Regions from separate parts of the Mus musculus genome. Here all the other regions are linked to region 3. Evidence: chromatin contacts called from public HiChIP or PLAC-seq and promoter capture Hi-C data. All regions are on one chromosome and are shown on one strand. Each heading gives the region's core, a stretch centred on a gene start, on an enhancer-like site or on the middle of the called end of the contact. The rest is flanking DNA. Distances are from core to core; before and after follow the strand shown. Region 1 holds the start of Ttyh2 (tweety family member 2). Region 2 overlaps Itgb4 (integrin beta 4). Region 3 holds the start of Mrpl58 (mitochondrial ribosomal protein L58).

Region 1 (5,079 bases), core at 367-2,866, 730 kb after region 3:
CTGGTGCTTTGCCAGTAGCCACCAGGCCTCAGGGAACAAGTCTTCCTTCCAGGGCCAGACAAGACTGGGGGGGCGAGGGGGGTCGGGGGTGGGGGGGGGCGGGGGCGGCTGCAGTGCCTAGGGCTGACAGTGCCTCCAGTAGCACAAAGGGGGTCCCATCCTCCCAGAAGAACAGAAACCAACAGCCCAAGCCCGCAAGTAGTAGAGCCATTGAAAGTTATAATTAGACTCTGGGGTACTGGCTCTTCTTGGGCAGAGCACAGCACACGGTTCGGGAGCCCCTGGCCTCAGAACGAGGACAATCTGGGAGGACAAGAAGCCACTCCTGGGCAGTCTAGAGAAGCCCTGCTCAGCCAGATGCCCCACTATGGAGATTAGGACACCGTGCCAACCACTGCAGGTCAAAGTCCAACATGAGCACAGTGCTCTGAACTAATAATGGGCCTCCTCCCAAGTCGCCTCAGCCCCTGAATCTTTGACCCAGCAGAGGGAACTGACTCAGCCGGGCCGCAGAGGCCGCCGTGGGTTTAACCGCGGCTGAGATCTGCTGAGAGACCGTTGCAGGGTCTGGAAAGGAGGTCAGAAGCCTGGACCTGACCTCCAAACCCGCAAGGGAACGTCCCCCTTCATCAGGGACAGTTAAGAAGTATAAAGATAAGGAGGGTAGCTGGCCCGGGAACCAAGACCTCAGAATTTCAGAGCCTAGAAGTTTATAGGGAAGGAACACCAGAACAGACGGGGTAGATGCTGGACGTGGTGCGAGACGGGGTGGATCTGAAGCCACCTTCCATCCTGGACTCCAACAGCTGTGGGGTTTTGGCATCCAAGAGATTAGTCACCCACGCCGCTTCTTTCAGCCCCGCAGCCTTTGTGAAGAAGCCAAGGCAGAGGTATTGGCAGTGGCTGCTACCCTTCAGGCTGGGGCTGGGGCTGGGGAAAGGAGCGCAAAGGACTCCGGAGACTCAAGTCGGTTTCTGCCTAAACTTTTTCTCAGGCCATCAGGGCCGGGAGAGAAATCGTCTGGTGTCGGGAGTCTCAGAAGGGGAACTTTGCAGCACCTCTAAGCACCCACACACCTCGGCCGCCAGTCACGCCGATTCAGATGCCCCACCCCCACTGTAAGTCTTTGGAAGGCTCAGCCCCCGCCACCCGAGCGCAGCCTCCGCGTCCTTCCTCTTCTTCCCCAGTGTTTCCAGCTTTACCAACTCCGAGATTTCCAGCTAGGTCGAGCGTCCCGGCCAAGGAACCCGGGAGAGCTGAGAGGGCCCAAATGGGGACCAAGGGGGTCTGAGAAGCGCGGAGAGCGCGGGATGCCGAGGCAAGAGAGAAAGGAGTGGGACCTGGGCGAGCGCAGGCCGGCTCTGGCTCTCACTCTAAGGGTCCCTCTCCGTGGCTCGGCTCATGGGCTTACCTCCTGGTAAGTTTCGTCGCCGGGGCTGAAGGTGCTGTCTACTCGCTGCAGGCGCAGGCCGAGGTGCGGAACGCTGTGCAGCCACACGACCCACCAGGGCGCGATGTACTCCACTCGCGCCGCCGGCATGGCTTGCACAAGCTGCAGCGGGTCCACTGCCCCTGCCAACGCCGCTACCACCACTACCCGGCTCGGAAGCGACCCGGCCCCGCCTCGCCTAAACCCCGCCCCATATCCAGCCCTAGGCGAGGACACGCCCCACCATGCACGAGGCTCTGCTCAGGTCCCGCCCCCACCTCGGGCCCTGCCCCACCCCTCCTCTTGAGCCAATTCCTGGACACACACACCCACTCCAGAAATTGGGCTCAAAAACATGCCCTGATCCTTGCTATCAACATCAGAATAGTGGCCCAGGTTTGATGGTGCGTGCCTTAGGATGGTAAGGCAGAAGGATCAAGAATTCAAAGGTCTTCCTCAGGTCTGTTATGAGTTGGAGGCCAGCCTGGGCTATGTGAGACCTGATCTTAAAAAAAAGGCAAGATTTTGAAAAAAAGACTAAAGAGCCAGTGGATAATTAGTAATCATTACCTAGGAGGCTGGGCTAGTCCCTAATTCATTCTACTATTACTATTATTATTATTAATTATTCCCCAGACTGGGCCTCACTATGCTTTCTGTCCTGGAACTCATTATGTAGAGCAGCCTGGCCTTGAAGCTGGGAGCACAAGGGTCTTTTTTTTTTTTTTTTTTTTTTTTTTTTTTTTGGTTTTTCGAGACAGGGTTTCTCTGTAGTCCTGGCTGTCCTGGAACTCACTTTGTAGACCAGGCTGGCCTCGAACTCAGAAATCCGCCTGTCTCTGCCTCCCAAGTGCTGGGATTAAAGGCGTGCGCCACCACCGCCCGGCTTGCACAAGGGTCTTAAGCAGGAGGTAGGTGGTGGGCAGGTACCAGTCAACACGTTAGGTGGCAAACTCGAGAGCCAAGTCAGGGCCAGGCTTGGTTGGGCACAGCGCTGGGGAGCCAGCTGGAGGGAGGATGCTTAGTGCTGCAGGCAGAGGAAGGAAAGGAGACCCCAGAGAGGGCAGGGAGAATTTCTAACTAGGTGCTGTGGTGCCCCTAAAACAGGCACTCTTGCTCTATCAAAGAACCTTGCTAGGAGTGCTTCCCTGCTCCCTGGCCGCTAGGACTTCTCACAGTCAGCTCTGTTCTATAGTTGCTAGAGCCTGGCTGCTACATCTGCCCCGGACAGCCGAGGCACCATCAACCCCCTAACCCACCTTGTTCTCACAGATGTCTCGCTAGTCCAGGATTGTCTAGGAATCCTCCCGAGCCTAGGACACCTAGTGATGAGCAAAGTCTCTTTCCAGTTTCCTGTCTTTCCACGTGTTTAGTAGGGAGGGGAGGCTCTAAACCTCGGTGATTATAAACACGTCCAGTGCTTTTGTCCTGAGCTGGCATGAGGGTGGCTAGCTTGGGGGGTGCCTCCACAGGGAACAGTTAGGCTGATGTCTCCAGAGGATTCCATGGTGGGTAGAAATCTTGTGGGGTGAGGGACTAATGGGCAGGGGAGAAAGGGAATCCAGTCAGGAAACCCCAAGATCTGCAGTGCAAGGGCCGGGCTGGGCTGTGGCTGCTTCCCAGTGGCCAGGGTCGGGGAGCGGCTTCTGAGTTGATGGAAATGTTCTGTGGACTTGAAAAGCCCACATCCCTGTACAGCTAAGACTTATAGGCCTACACCCAGTCTTTTCTAGTAAGACAGGTCTTGCTATAGTCCTGATTTCCTGGAACAATGTAGCCCAGGCTGGCCTGAACCTTGTAAGGGAAGTGAGGGCAGTTGAAGCACAGGGCTGACTTAGGTGCCCTCAGCCTTAGGACCTGATGTAGACCCCTGTAGCCAAGCAGAGAAATGTGAAGCAACTTCCCAGAGGCCCCTCTTGAACCTCAGTCACAGGCAAGAGATACAGCCTTAGCCAGAATCCCGAGGGCAGGGAGGTGCTGCCCGGTGTCCCGCACACCTGCCCTCAGTGACCCCAGGATGCCTCTGCTCACTTCCCTGTTAATTTTGAACCTGGTGCAGAGTCAGAGGGAGTAGTAATAAATACATGGCCACCAAGGGAGAGCTCAGTGCCAGGGCATTCCAGATGTGTGCTGACGCAGAGGTGAGGGAAGCCAACCAGGAGTGTACTACTGAAGAGCAGGCTGGGCCCTCAGCCTTGGTGAGCCCATCACCTGAAGGCACAAAGACATTATTCAGTCTCTGGAGCCAGCCTGGACCGCAGAAGCACACCCTAAGTGACTCAGGATTGGCAGGGTAGGAGGCGCTGCATGAAAAAGTGCCTTCAGCAGACCACAAGGCCAGACAAAGTCAGTCTCCTAGGAGCCAGAGGGAGCCTTTGAGAAATGAACTGGGGACAAAAACAAAACACCCAAAGCTGTAAACTGTCTCCCTTGGGAATCCCAGGCAACCACACTCCCATCCCACCCACTCCCCGGGGTAAACAAAACCCATGCCTCCCCAAAAAGCTCACAGCATATGCAAAAACCTCTTCCAGAAAGATCTTTACTTCTGGTTACAACCTGCTTGTTTAAGCATCTAGCTCAGCCTGCTGCAGTACATTTCCTAAAAGCAGAAAGCACTCCCAGTAGCAGTACATTAAATTGGGCACTGCACACCTATGGTCCCAGCACTCAGGAGGTGGGGGCAGGGTGGACTCAAAGTCAGCACCTGGGATGCATGTGCTATCTCAAAACAACCCCCTCCTCAGTTACGGGGTTTACTTACTGCGGTAGAGTGCCACCTGGTGGCAGGCCCAGTGGCTTTGACTTTGCCTGTCCCTTTTTAATTCTTGAAAATTGTCATGTTGTTTGCTTGTATGCATGTATGTGTACCGGGTGCGATGCAGTGCCCAGAGGCTCGGATCCCCCACCCCTGCCCACTCTGCAGTCCATGGTAAGGCAACCCCACAGAAACCATCCTTTCTTCAGCATTCACAGCGGAAGCCCATGCTTTCTTGACTTCACATTCCAGTCTTACAGAATGGAACACTCTTGCATCCAGGGGCTCCAAGGACGGCTCATCTGGCAGCTTCTCCCTCTCCCACATTCATCTCAGGTGACCCATCTCAAGGCCCACTTCCAAGCCTTGGGAGTATACACCAGCTCCCCTCCATGAAGAGCAAGCTCTTCCAATTGCCTTCCCAGGGTATTAAAGTTTCCCCAAACGTAGGCTAAAAGGAAGGCGATTCAACCACTGAGATCCCAGTTGAAGATGTGGGCTGCAGAAGGTGGCACTATCTCAACAGCACTACCACTTCCCCACCAGAGACTGAGGACACACAAAACACTTTTCAGGGTTTTTAATAGTCACACGCAGAGGGCTGGTTCATTTCAGATCCTTCACTGCCAAACCTGGGGAAAGAAAAGATTGATGGTTGACATGACTCCTTCCGGAGCTACCAGGGCGCATTACAAGGCCCTTCCCTCTGCAAACCCAGGATTGTCAATCAGATCAACCAGTTCTTTTGTTTTGGTTTTTCGAGACAGGGTTTCTGTGTGTAGCCCTGGCTGTCCTTTAACTCAGAAATCGGCCTGCCTCTGCCACCCAAGTGCTGGGATTACAGGCATGCGCCACCACTGCCTGACTCAGAGTAGGTCCTTTTGAGAATTAA
Region 2 (4,643 bases), core at 795-3,294, 600 kb before region 3:
AGGTACAGTCAACCGGCTCTCAGGGTTGTCTCCGTCCACCCGGAAGGTCCTGGCTGGTGCTGCATAGGGAAGACGCCTTCAGATCCTGTGGTGCCTCCCTCCCACCCACCCCCCACAACCACCTTATCTCCAGGGCAGCTGGCACCTCCTCCTTGGGCCATCTCACAGGTCACCAGGTAGCCAAGGATATCTCCATTGGGCCTCCTCGGCCGCTCCCAGCTGAGCTGCAGGGAGTCTGGGCTTAGGGCAGTGAACACCAGCGGTCCCGGGGCGCTGGGGGTGCTCAGAGTGAAGGCTGAGCCTGGAGGCAGCAGAGGGAGAGTGTCAGTGGACGGGTCGTTGGTGGATGGGGAGTGGGGCAGCAGCAGGGGGCAGACTGGCTCACCTGGCAGGGGGCAGAGAGGGCTCTGCGGGTGCACCTGGGACTCGATGGTGATGACACCCTCTCGCTCTCGGCCCCAGCCCTCCTGGCTCTGGGCCCGTACCCGGAACACATAGGAGTGGTTAGGCAGGAGATCCTCTACCACCACCGAGGTTTGGCCAGGGTTAGGGATGTTGAGCCGATGCATCTCGCCTGAGGTGGAGTGAGGATAGGAAACAGACCACCTTAACTCTCGCCCTTCTTATCCCTCCCTCCTGTTCGGCCGCCATCAACACCTCAGGTTTGGTACAGTGTACTATGGTGGGTTGCTGGTAGAGCCTTTACTTAACATGTAAGAAGTCCCACTGGGGGGTTCCGGGCAAAGCCTGCCCTCTTCTGCCGTTTCCCTGTTCTTACAAGGCTATTCCAGTTAGCAGAGGCCCTAGGTCTACAAAGCCCCATTAAGTAAAACCTCGTTTAAGAAATGGATAGTAAAGGCCCAGGGGAGTGGATGAAGCCGCAACTGATTTGGAGGGGTCCTGGCCCAACTGAGACAAGACATGACAGCCAACAGTCACTATGCCTCACCGCCGTTTAGTAGCTGGTATTCCACACTGTAGCCCAGCAGCATCCGATCACACTGTGGCTCCTGCCAGCTCACCTTCAAAGACGTGGGCCCCAGGGCAGAGAACACCAGCCGAGTGGGTGTGTCAGGCACACCCACAGCCCCACGGGAATCTGGATTATTGAAGGCCACGGTTAGTCCAAGACCGGGTTTGTGGTCTGAGATGAGCTACAGTCTACCCCGTGCTTGCCTCTCCAGTCATATTATGGCTTCACATTAACCTGTCCAGGCTGCTCTACACTTCCCCTTGAGTCTGCTAGTCTCCTCAGTCCATCCCCTCTACAACTGGCCCTGCGCCTTGCCCAGCTCTTTTGCTTTATACCCCAGGAGGGCAGATGTGTTAGGCTTCAGCACTGATGGGGGTGGGCAGGCAGGGCAGTGGTTAGCTCCTGTGGGTGAACTGGAGTTCTGTATGCGATGAAGCAGTGAGGGAGTGCACAGGCACAGGCTGTGATGGTAGCTGGGTGACAAATGGAGCGTGACAGCCATGGATCCATGGTGACCACCCCCTGTACTACCTGTACCCCAGGAGGGTGCTGCTGACTGCCCGGCCAGGATTATAGAGTCTGGTGAACCCCTGGATGCGGGCACACCCTTCATGTGAGCCCGGCTCAAGGACCCAAGAGTCCAGGACAGCGGAAGCCTGCTCCTCCCATCTTCCCAGATAGGAGGGAGGCCTAGGGCAGGACAAGACAAGAATGAGAATGTGTGTGTGTGTGTATGTGAGACAGGTATGGGTAACTGGCTGGTGGCTGTCTAGGGATTAAAGTGTAGGAAGGTCAACGGGCCAGGCAGGGGTCACTCACCTTGGGAGGAAAGGGAAGTGAGGGTGGAGTAGTCCCTGGGAAGTGTGCCTGAGTGGGAGTGCTCTGTGCGTGTCAGAGAGTGGTAGTCCCGGGTAAGGGTGGAGGACGTGCTCAGCACTCGGTGGGACAGGTGTGGGCTCAGATGCGTGCCATAGGCCACATTGGCTGCAGTCATTCTGTGCAGGGAGTTGGCGCTGCCTGGATAGGCAAAGTCCATCCGGCCATTCACCAGGTGCTCTGCGTGGGGAGAGAGGTCATTCAGTGAGGCCCACAGCAGATGACAGGCCACATGGGGCAGGAGGTGGCCCCGGGGTTGCACAGGGCAGCCTTAAACTACCAAGACCCTGGGTTCCCGCAGGCAAACAGGAGACCACACGAATCTTTCAGTTCTGTCTCCTTGCGCCATGCTGTCCTCCACCCGAGCACTTAGCCCAGCTAGGGCTCACTCCCCTGCAGGGACTCTGGCTTCTTGGAAGCTCTGCCCTTATCCTCCGTTGGGGAGAGCCCAAGCGCTTCCCCATGGCGCCCTTGAGTTCCCGGGCTTGTCTGAATGCAGTTATACAGACTCTGGGCGGGCAGGGCACTCTAGTGGGCCGCGTGACCAAAATTGTGAGCCAACTCAATTGAGCCTAGGGCCCCAGAGGCGGGCGCGGCTGGGGAGGCGGTCACCTCCCGGGGGTCGGGGCGTAGCCCCGCGGATCCAGCCGCTGCCCTCCCCTTCCACGCCCCCCGCAACGCTGCCGTCTTCGTCAGAGCGCCCGCTGCTGGCGGACAGGCGCGGGATGAGTTCCGGGGGTAGCCGCCACGTGACGCGCCGCAGGTCCAGCTCCTCCCCGAGCAGAGGCTCGAACTTCCAGCCGCAGCCTTGGGAACAACGAAGGGCCGCGTTGGCACCGCCGGGGAGGGTCAGGAGGAGGAGGTGGCCTGCGGCACTTACGCGGCGTCCAGGGGTATGGGTATCCCTTTAGATGACAAGAAAAACCCTTGGCCTGCTCCAGCCATTCCAGATAAACTGGGTTTGGCCTCTACTGAGACACAAAGGCCGGTCTGCTGCGGGAGTCATGGGAAAGCCTTACGTTGCCTCCCAGCGTGAAGTTTCCTTGGTTATTTATCAGCTCTGAGCCTGTTTCCTTTCTGTACAAAGGAAAGTAATCTCACCCCTGTCTGTTTTCCTGGAATAGCCGTAGAAGCCCTAGGGTGCTAGTAGTATCTTAGCAGAGGTTCCTGGTTCTTAAAACTGTAGTTTAGATACTAGCTGTAGATTTGTGGGCAGTCTGGTTTACAGGTAAGAACTTCAAGGTCAGCCAGGGTTTTAATCTAGCAAGACCCTGCCTCAAACCCTTCCCAACACCAGAAAAAGAAAAAAAGAAGAAGAAGAAGAAGAAAAAAAAAGCAACTTAGCATGCCAAGCTCTGCTCACGACTGACTGTGCCCACCCCGGCCTTAGACTCAGAAAGGGACTTCTTTCTTCCCGATGGCATTGTGTGGTTTGTATCTCATTTCACAGAATTGAAGGCCAGTTAGTTCTGAGATGGATGAGAGACTCAGAGTCATCTAACAGCACAGCCAGCTCAAACCCTGGAGTAGGAGGAGTCCCAGCTAAGGGCTCTTTTTGTACCACATTGTGTGAGAAATCAAGGGAAAATGAAGAGAGCGGGGTTGGGGGGGGGTGTCTACCTTATTGGCTCCCCCTCCTTTCTCTATCAAGGCTAAAGTCACCTCTGGGAGGTGGCCTGAGTGTCCTTCCTGACCTAGCACAGCAGGTGAACCTTCAGGAGGTTGTAAAGCTGTCCTGTGTGTACATGCTCCAGCCCGGGAATGTCAGAGTCCCGAAGTGGACGTCCATACGCTCACATACACAGGCACACACATATTGACATGTAGCCTTCAGCAGTTTTGTCCCTTCAGAACCATGAGAAGGCACTTTTGTTCTTAGTCTCCATGCCAGCAGTCGCTGGCTTGTTTGATCTCTCTGGGTACCAGGGACAGCCCCGCCAGGGACCCCCACCTTTCTCTGGTGGGTTCTCACTCACCAGTGTCATCAGAAACGCTGGGCCTCTGGCTGCTGGCTGGGGACCGCAGGACGTCATCACTGTACATAAGGAAGTTTTCGTAGTCTTCTCCACCCTGGGCGTCCACTATGGGGATGTCTGGGATGATAGGGACTGCAGGGCAGAAAGAAGTAAGCCAGGACCCTAGCCATGGCCTCTTGTCCCCAAACTCCACCCTTGCCTGTCACTCACTGGACATGGGCCGCTTGGGCTGTGTAGCCAGGTTGATGATAGCCTCTCTCTCGGGTCCCCATCCTGCCCCATTGCGCGCCTTAACCGTGTATCGGTATGGCTGGGATTCTCGCAGATTCTCAATGAGCAGCATCCGGTTCTTGGGGTTGTCCACGAGCACCTTCTTCATAGGTCCAATGGGTCCTGGAGGCAGGGACAGTACTTAAGGGGGACCACCAGTGTTCAGCCTGGCCCCAGATCCATCACTGGCTCCTGGAGATGCTAGGGAGCATGCAGCTGCTGAACTCTTTCCTCCTGGTGAGTGCATAAAACTGTGTGTGCAGGGGGTTAGAGAGATGGCTCAGAGGTTAAGAGCACTCGCTGCTCTTCCAGAGGACTTGAGTTCAATTCTCAGCACCAACACGGTGGCTCACAACCATGTGTAATGAGATCTGGTGCCCCCTTCTGGCCTTCAGGTATGCATGCATAATAAATCAATCAATCTAAAACAAAAACCCATGTGTAAGAGGTGTAAGAAAATAGCATTGTCAGCTTTCTCAGAAGGACTCCTTGTTGAGTGGCAGAGCCATGTTTAGATGCAAGGTAAACACGCCACAGCCTCTACTGAT
Region 3 (4,975 bases), core at 1,303-3,802:
CACTCACCCATTCATACACTCACACACTTATACACACATTCACACACACTAAATTCAATAAGCACTTTTAAGAAGCTATGCATTAGGTTTCAGGCCTCCAAATCTTGCTGTCAAACCCGTCTCGTCTCGACTCAGACGCTACCTCTTAAGCGCTCCTCTAGGAAGATGCGGCTCAGGCCTCCAGCTGTCCCTGCCCCTGCCTTAAGCTATTGCTGGGTGCCATCAGTGGCCTGTCTCATGGAGAAAGGGATGGATGAGACAAGACAGAGAACACATACATGAGGGCCGCTAAAGACCAATGCTCTCTGCCAACCTGACACAACAATCCTAGTGGGCCGCCCTGTTCCTTCTGGTGCCCACAGGAAGCCGGCAGCAGGCAGTCTACCTTGATCAGGTTCTGGTTCACCTGGGGGGCTGGCGTCAGACTGAGCTCCTCATGTCAGGTCTCCCCCTCATCGAGCTCTTCATTCAGCAGCAGCACCCTCCAACTTTAAGTCCTCAGGACCACAGAGTGCAACAAATCCCACCCCGGGGGCTCCTCTGGCCTCCAAGCCCAAGTGTGTCCATCTGCACCTCTCCATGCCTTCATCACTTGATCTCTAGACCTCACTCAGCTCATGCTGCTCTCTCTGAAGACACCTCTTTGCTAAGCCACCCTCCTCAGGTTTCCTCTGGCCTCTTCTGAATACCCGTTTACCCCTGCCCCCCGCCCCCAGACGATTTCATCCTTCTAAGCTGATGGAAAAGCCATTAATACTGGTGACTCCCTACTTTTGGGCTCCAGTAAACCTCTGCTCACTACAGTCCCACAGACCCTGCTTGTTCTCAGTTTACTTCCAATCCAGTAGGGAAGAATCCTCTAGACTTTCTTCAAAAGATGCCTAGGACCTAATCACCTTCAAGGCTCCTATTGCTTCCAGCCTGCTCATCCTGTCTTGCCTATGTTACTGTGACCTATATTACCGCAATCTCCTAACTTACATTCTAGCTGTTGCCATTCTCCAGGCTTCTGTCTGTAACACTGTGTAGCAGTCAATCTTGTAAAACTAAAATGTATCATTCTATTCCTGGCTCCACCCACTTCTCTCAACTGCCTCACTCAGCCACACTTGTCCAGCATGCTACTGTTCTGAAATGGTTGCACCTGCTCTGCTGGGGACACTCATCTCCCCAGTATTCTCATGTCTTCCTTCCAGGTCTTTGTACGTGACAAGGTCTCATATAATCCAGGCTGGCTATGAGCCAATTGATTTTTCCTGCCTCTGCCTCAAGTGCTTGGGTTACAGATTCAGGCCACTGTGGCCCATTCTTCCAGGCTTTTCCCAGATCACTCTACCTAAAACTTCAATGCTTAGCTGGGTTTGTTGGTATATGCCTGTAATCTCAGTACTTGAGAGGCAGGAAGATCACTGCAAACTAGAGATCATCCAGGGCTTTTAAAGAGCTTTTCTCACAACATGTATCAGTACAGTGATACATGCCAGTAATCTTTACGCGTGGGAGATGAACGTGGAAGGATCAGGAGCTCATAGCCACCCACAGCTATGTAGCAAGTTCGAGTCTAGCCTAGGCTACATGAGATCCTTTGTCCAAACAAACAACAAACCTACAACTGTTATTATCTCTAGCTTCACCTTTGCCTTCTGAGTCTTACTATCTCTGAAGTATCATATTTAGTGTTACTTGGGTTTATTCATTTATTTTTGTCTGTCGCCCTCCAGTATACGAGCTTTACAGCCTTAGGATTTCTGTTTTACTACTCTCTGCCCCAAATTAGCACTGTGCTAACAGCATGCTCTCAAAAGATGTCTGCTGAATGAGGTGCGAGTGGATGAATGAAAATACTTGATGCTCTTTCAATCCTACAGGTGCAGCTCAATAGATGCTCTCTTTCCTGCTCAGGCCCCACGCAGTACCACTACATGACGCAGGCTAAACATGGACCCTTAGGGACCAAACCAGCTTTGTCTCAGGCTTCCTAACGTTACTAGGGTCAAAAGACTGGGTAACGTCCCAACTTGCGGATCTCAGGTTTTACTACTTTCAAGGTCCATAATGCACATCTTCCCATATAATGTGAGCCTGAAGGCCGGGAAGCAAACGTGGACAAACTAACGATCTAGAAAGACGCGTATGTGGCGGCTCTCTCCCAGGGTCTGCACTACCCGAGCCACGAGGGTTGCAATCACACTCTACAGTCCCAGCACATCCCGCACCTCCGGCCGGGTTACTAGGGCGATCAGTTCCTCCTGGGGCAACCAAAACCTTGCAAGCCGCCCGGCTTCCTCGCGTCACCTAGCAGCGGGAGGAACCGCCCTTTCCGTCCCGCCTTTCTCGGCTCACCGGGACCTTCCAGGCGGTATCCGCGCCCTTGGACTCGGGGTACAGCTTGTCCAGGCTGTAGATGCTCTGGAACGTGGTGCCGTCTACCTGTCTGTGCAGAGCCCGGCGAGCACAGCGCGCGGGCGGCGCGAGCAACAACGTTCCAGTTCGGCTCAGGCCCCAGCGTAGGCCCCAGGCGGTCGCCATGTTCACCTCCCAGGACCGCTTCCGGTGCTCACTCTTCCGGCGGTCCGCCAGCCTTGGCTGAGCTGGCTCTTAAGTTCCGCCGGGTTTCTCGGGCTCCGGGCTGTCCACCTTGGCGGTGATGGTGGGAAGTGGTGCGCACCCAGCTGACATCTGGTAGAGGTTGACCGGCAGATAGAGACCACCTACGGGAGATTTTTCTTAAAAAGATTCCTGTATGGGTCTGACTGAGCGGTGCTCACCTGCAGTCCCAGCACTGCTCTCAAGGCTAAGGCAGATGAGAGCCTAACCTAGTCACATAGCCCCTGTCATAAAAATAATACATACATGGCCAGGCGTGGTGGCACTTAATCCCAGCACTTGGGAGGCAGAGGCAGGTGGATCTCTGAGTTCGAGGCCAGCCTGGTTTACAGAGTGCGTTCCAGGACAGCAAGGGCTATGCAGAAAAAAAACCCTGTCTTGAAAAACCATAAAAAAAAAATAATAATAGTACATACATACACACATACATACATACATGGCCAGGCCTTAATCCTTGCACTTGGGAGGCAGAGATAGGTGGACCTAGGCTAGCCTGGTCTACAAAGTGAGTCCAGGACAGCCGAGGCTTCTATACAGAGAAACTCTGTCTTGGAAAAATCATTTTAAATGTGTGTGTATGTAAACAAATATATAAATGCATAAATACATAAACAAACACTGGATCTAGCATCCTAGAAACACCCTTTTCTCTTTTTTGAGTCTGTTCTCCTTCCCTGGACCCTTGAGCAACCTAACTAGATACAGCAAGGACGACCTTACCTGCTAAGCTCGGACTTTCCCTGCCCTTTCCTATCCCTTGTTCAGTGTGAGCCACATTCCTAACTTGCTTTAGATAGATGAGTGGATAGACAGTCAACCAATCTTTGTGTGTTCGATTTTGAGCTTAAGGGTTGGTTTTGTGGTATTTATTTAGGCAGGTTTCAATTATGTAGCCCTAGCTGGCCTGGAGCTCACTATATACAGCAGGTTGCCTGCCTCTCAGTCCAGAGCATTGGTATTAAAAGCTTACCCAACCAGGTCTGTCTTTTGCTTGTGTTTTGAGACAGGGTTTCAACCTATTTAGCTCAGACTAGTCTTGAACTCCTGACCCTCCTGCCTTCACCTCACAGGTGTTCAGATTTGTACCACTACTCCAAGGCCCAGTCTTATGTTCTAACATATTGCCTGTCTCCAAGTTAGAATGTAAGGTCTCTGCTGTATCCCAAACATGCAGAGTGTGTCACATCACAGACATACCACGACTGTGGGTCAAGTGAATTTCATGGTAGTTCACGTTTTTGTTGTTCTTTGGTTTGGTTTTTCTTTTTCTTCTTTTTTTTTTTCCTCATGACAGTATTTCTGTGTAACCTTGACTGTTCTGAAACTCGCTCTGTAAACCAGGCTGGCCTTGAACTCTTAAAGATGCACCTGCTCTACCTCCTGACTGCTGGGATCAAAGGCAAGTGCTACTATGCCCAGCAGCAGTTCATTTTTGTAAGTTGAGTTTCAGTCAAGTTGAATCAACTTCAGGTTTTTTGTTTTTATCTACAAAACAGCCTTATAAGCCACTCACACCCATGTGAGAGTTGTGATGAATGGCTTTGCTTATACCCAGCCAGGGATGGGAGGCAGATCACTGGAAGTGGTTCTAAATACAGGCATCTTCCCTCCTCAAGCTTTAAGAAGCAGCATAGTGGATTCTTCTAGCCACTAAAAACAAACTGGAGGTGGTTGGAAAGATGGCTCAGTGGTTAAAGAGCACTGACTGCTCTTCCAGAGGTGCTGAGTTCAATTCCCAGCAACCACATGGTGGCTCACAACCATCTGCAATGGGGTCTGATGCCCTCTTCTGGTGTGTCTGAAGAGAGCATTGGTGTACTCTTATACATAAAATAAATAAATCATTAAAAAAGTAAAAAAAAAAAAAAAAGCAAACTGGAGAAGTAGGTACAGAGTTCAGAAGACTGCAGGCTAAGTAGGGTTGTTTCATAGTGGTGTTAAGGCAGTAAATTGGAATGCTAAGGCTACAAGTAAGACAAGAAGTGTTTGAAGGTGTCTAATCCTTGGCTAAGTTCCTTGGTTGAGGTTGTGAATAAATGAAAATAGATGTCAATAAATGTTAGTAATTGTTAGTAATGCTTGTGATTAACTCATAATGAAGAGCTTGATTTTTTTTTTTTTTTGAGACCGTATCATCACCTACAAACATACACCCCTGGGACAATTGAAGTATTCCCCAGAGACACTGGCTCATTGAGACAGGAAACTGTCATGGAAGCAAGCCTTTACAGTCTCTACATTATTGGAAAGATAAACCAGCCCCCAGGCACTCCGTGAACTCCAAGGATTGGCAACTGACATCTTCCTTTGGGGCTCTGGCTCGGAAGGAGTCTCCTGGGTCCTTCCCTGACTGACTTAGTCCCAGAAC

Evidence for each region. Promoter capture Hi-C pulls out the DNA fragments that hold promoters and counts their contacts. HiChIP or PLAC-seq counts read pairs in DNA pulled down with a chosen protein or histone mark.
Region 1: a contact with region 3 is called in a FOXA1 HiChIP or PLAC-seq map of pancreatic cancer cells. The contact joins the promoter of Ttyh2 here to the promoter of Mrpl58 in region 3. A contact is called at or near these places in 1 of 484 Hi-C or Micro-C datasets (the G1E-ER4 cell line), 1 of 115 datasets of contacts at active chromatin or transcription factors (pancreatic cancer cells) and 1 of 9 other capture datasets (pancreatic islet).
Region 2: a contact with region 3 is called in a promoter capture Hi-C map of liver, with 2.4 times the contacts expected there. The contact joins the enhancer-like site here to the promoter of Mrpl58 in region 3. A contact is called at or near these places in 4 of 39 promoter capture datasets (cranial neural crest, liver, maxillary cranial neural crest and 1 more), 3 of 115 datasets of contacts at active chromatin or transcription factors (double positive thymocytes, memory CD8 T cells and pancreatic cancer cells) and 1 of 9 other capture datasets (liver).

The regions. Positions count from the first base shown.
Region 1 is chr11:114,672,005-114,677,083 of GRCm38.p6, reverse strand. Ttyh2 (tweety family member 2) reads right to left here and starts at 1,616. Exons shown (of 14, transcript NM_053273.2): 1 at 1,412-1,616. The coding sequence starts at 1,540. It overlaps Rpl38 (ribosomal protein L38), which reads right to left. Exons shown (of 4, transcript NM_001362918.1): 4 at 4,751-4,819. The coding sequence ends at 4,794.
Region 2 is chr11:116,002,917-116,007,559 of GRCm38.p6, reverse strand. Itgb4 (integrin beta 4) reads right to left here. Exons shown (of 40, transcript NM_001005608.2): 31 at 4,036-4,218; 32 at 3,826-3,957; 33 at 1,793-2,029; 34 at 1,505-1,663; 35 at 950-1,099; 36 at 386-574; 37 at 146-301; 38 at 1-59. Among named protein-coding and RNA genes, the nearest start is that of Galk1, 7.5 kb to the left of the region's middle. Within about 2 kb of position 2,044, at least 186 of the 459 cell types and tissues checked have an H3K27ac peak or open chromatin away from gene starts, as enhancers often do. A contact at or near this core is called in liver and memory CD8 T cells, where this site is marked.
Region 3 is chr11:115,401,329-115,406,303 of GRCm38.p6, reverse strand. Mrpl58 (mitochondrial ribosomal protein L58) reads right to left here and starts at 2,552. Exons shown (of 6, transcript NM_001347645.1): 1 at 2,344-2,552. The coding sequence starts at 2,529.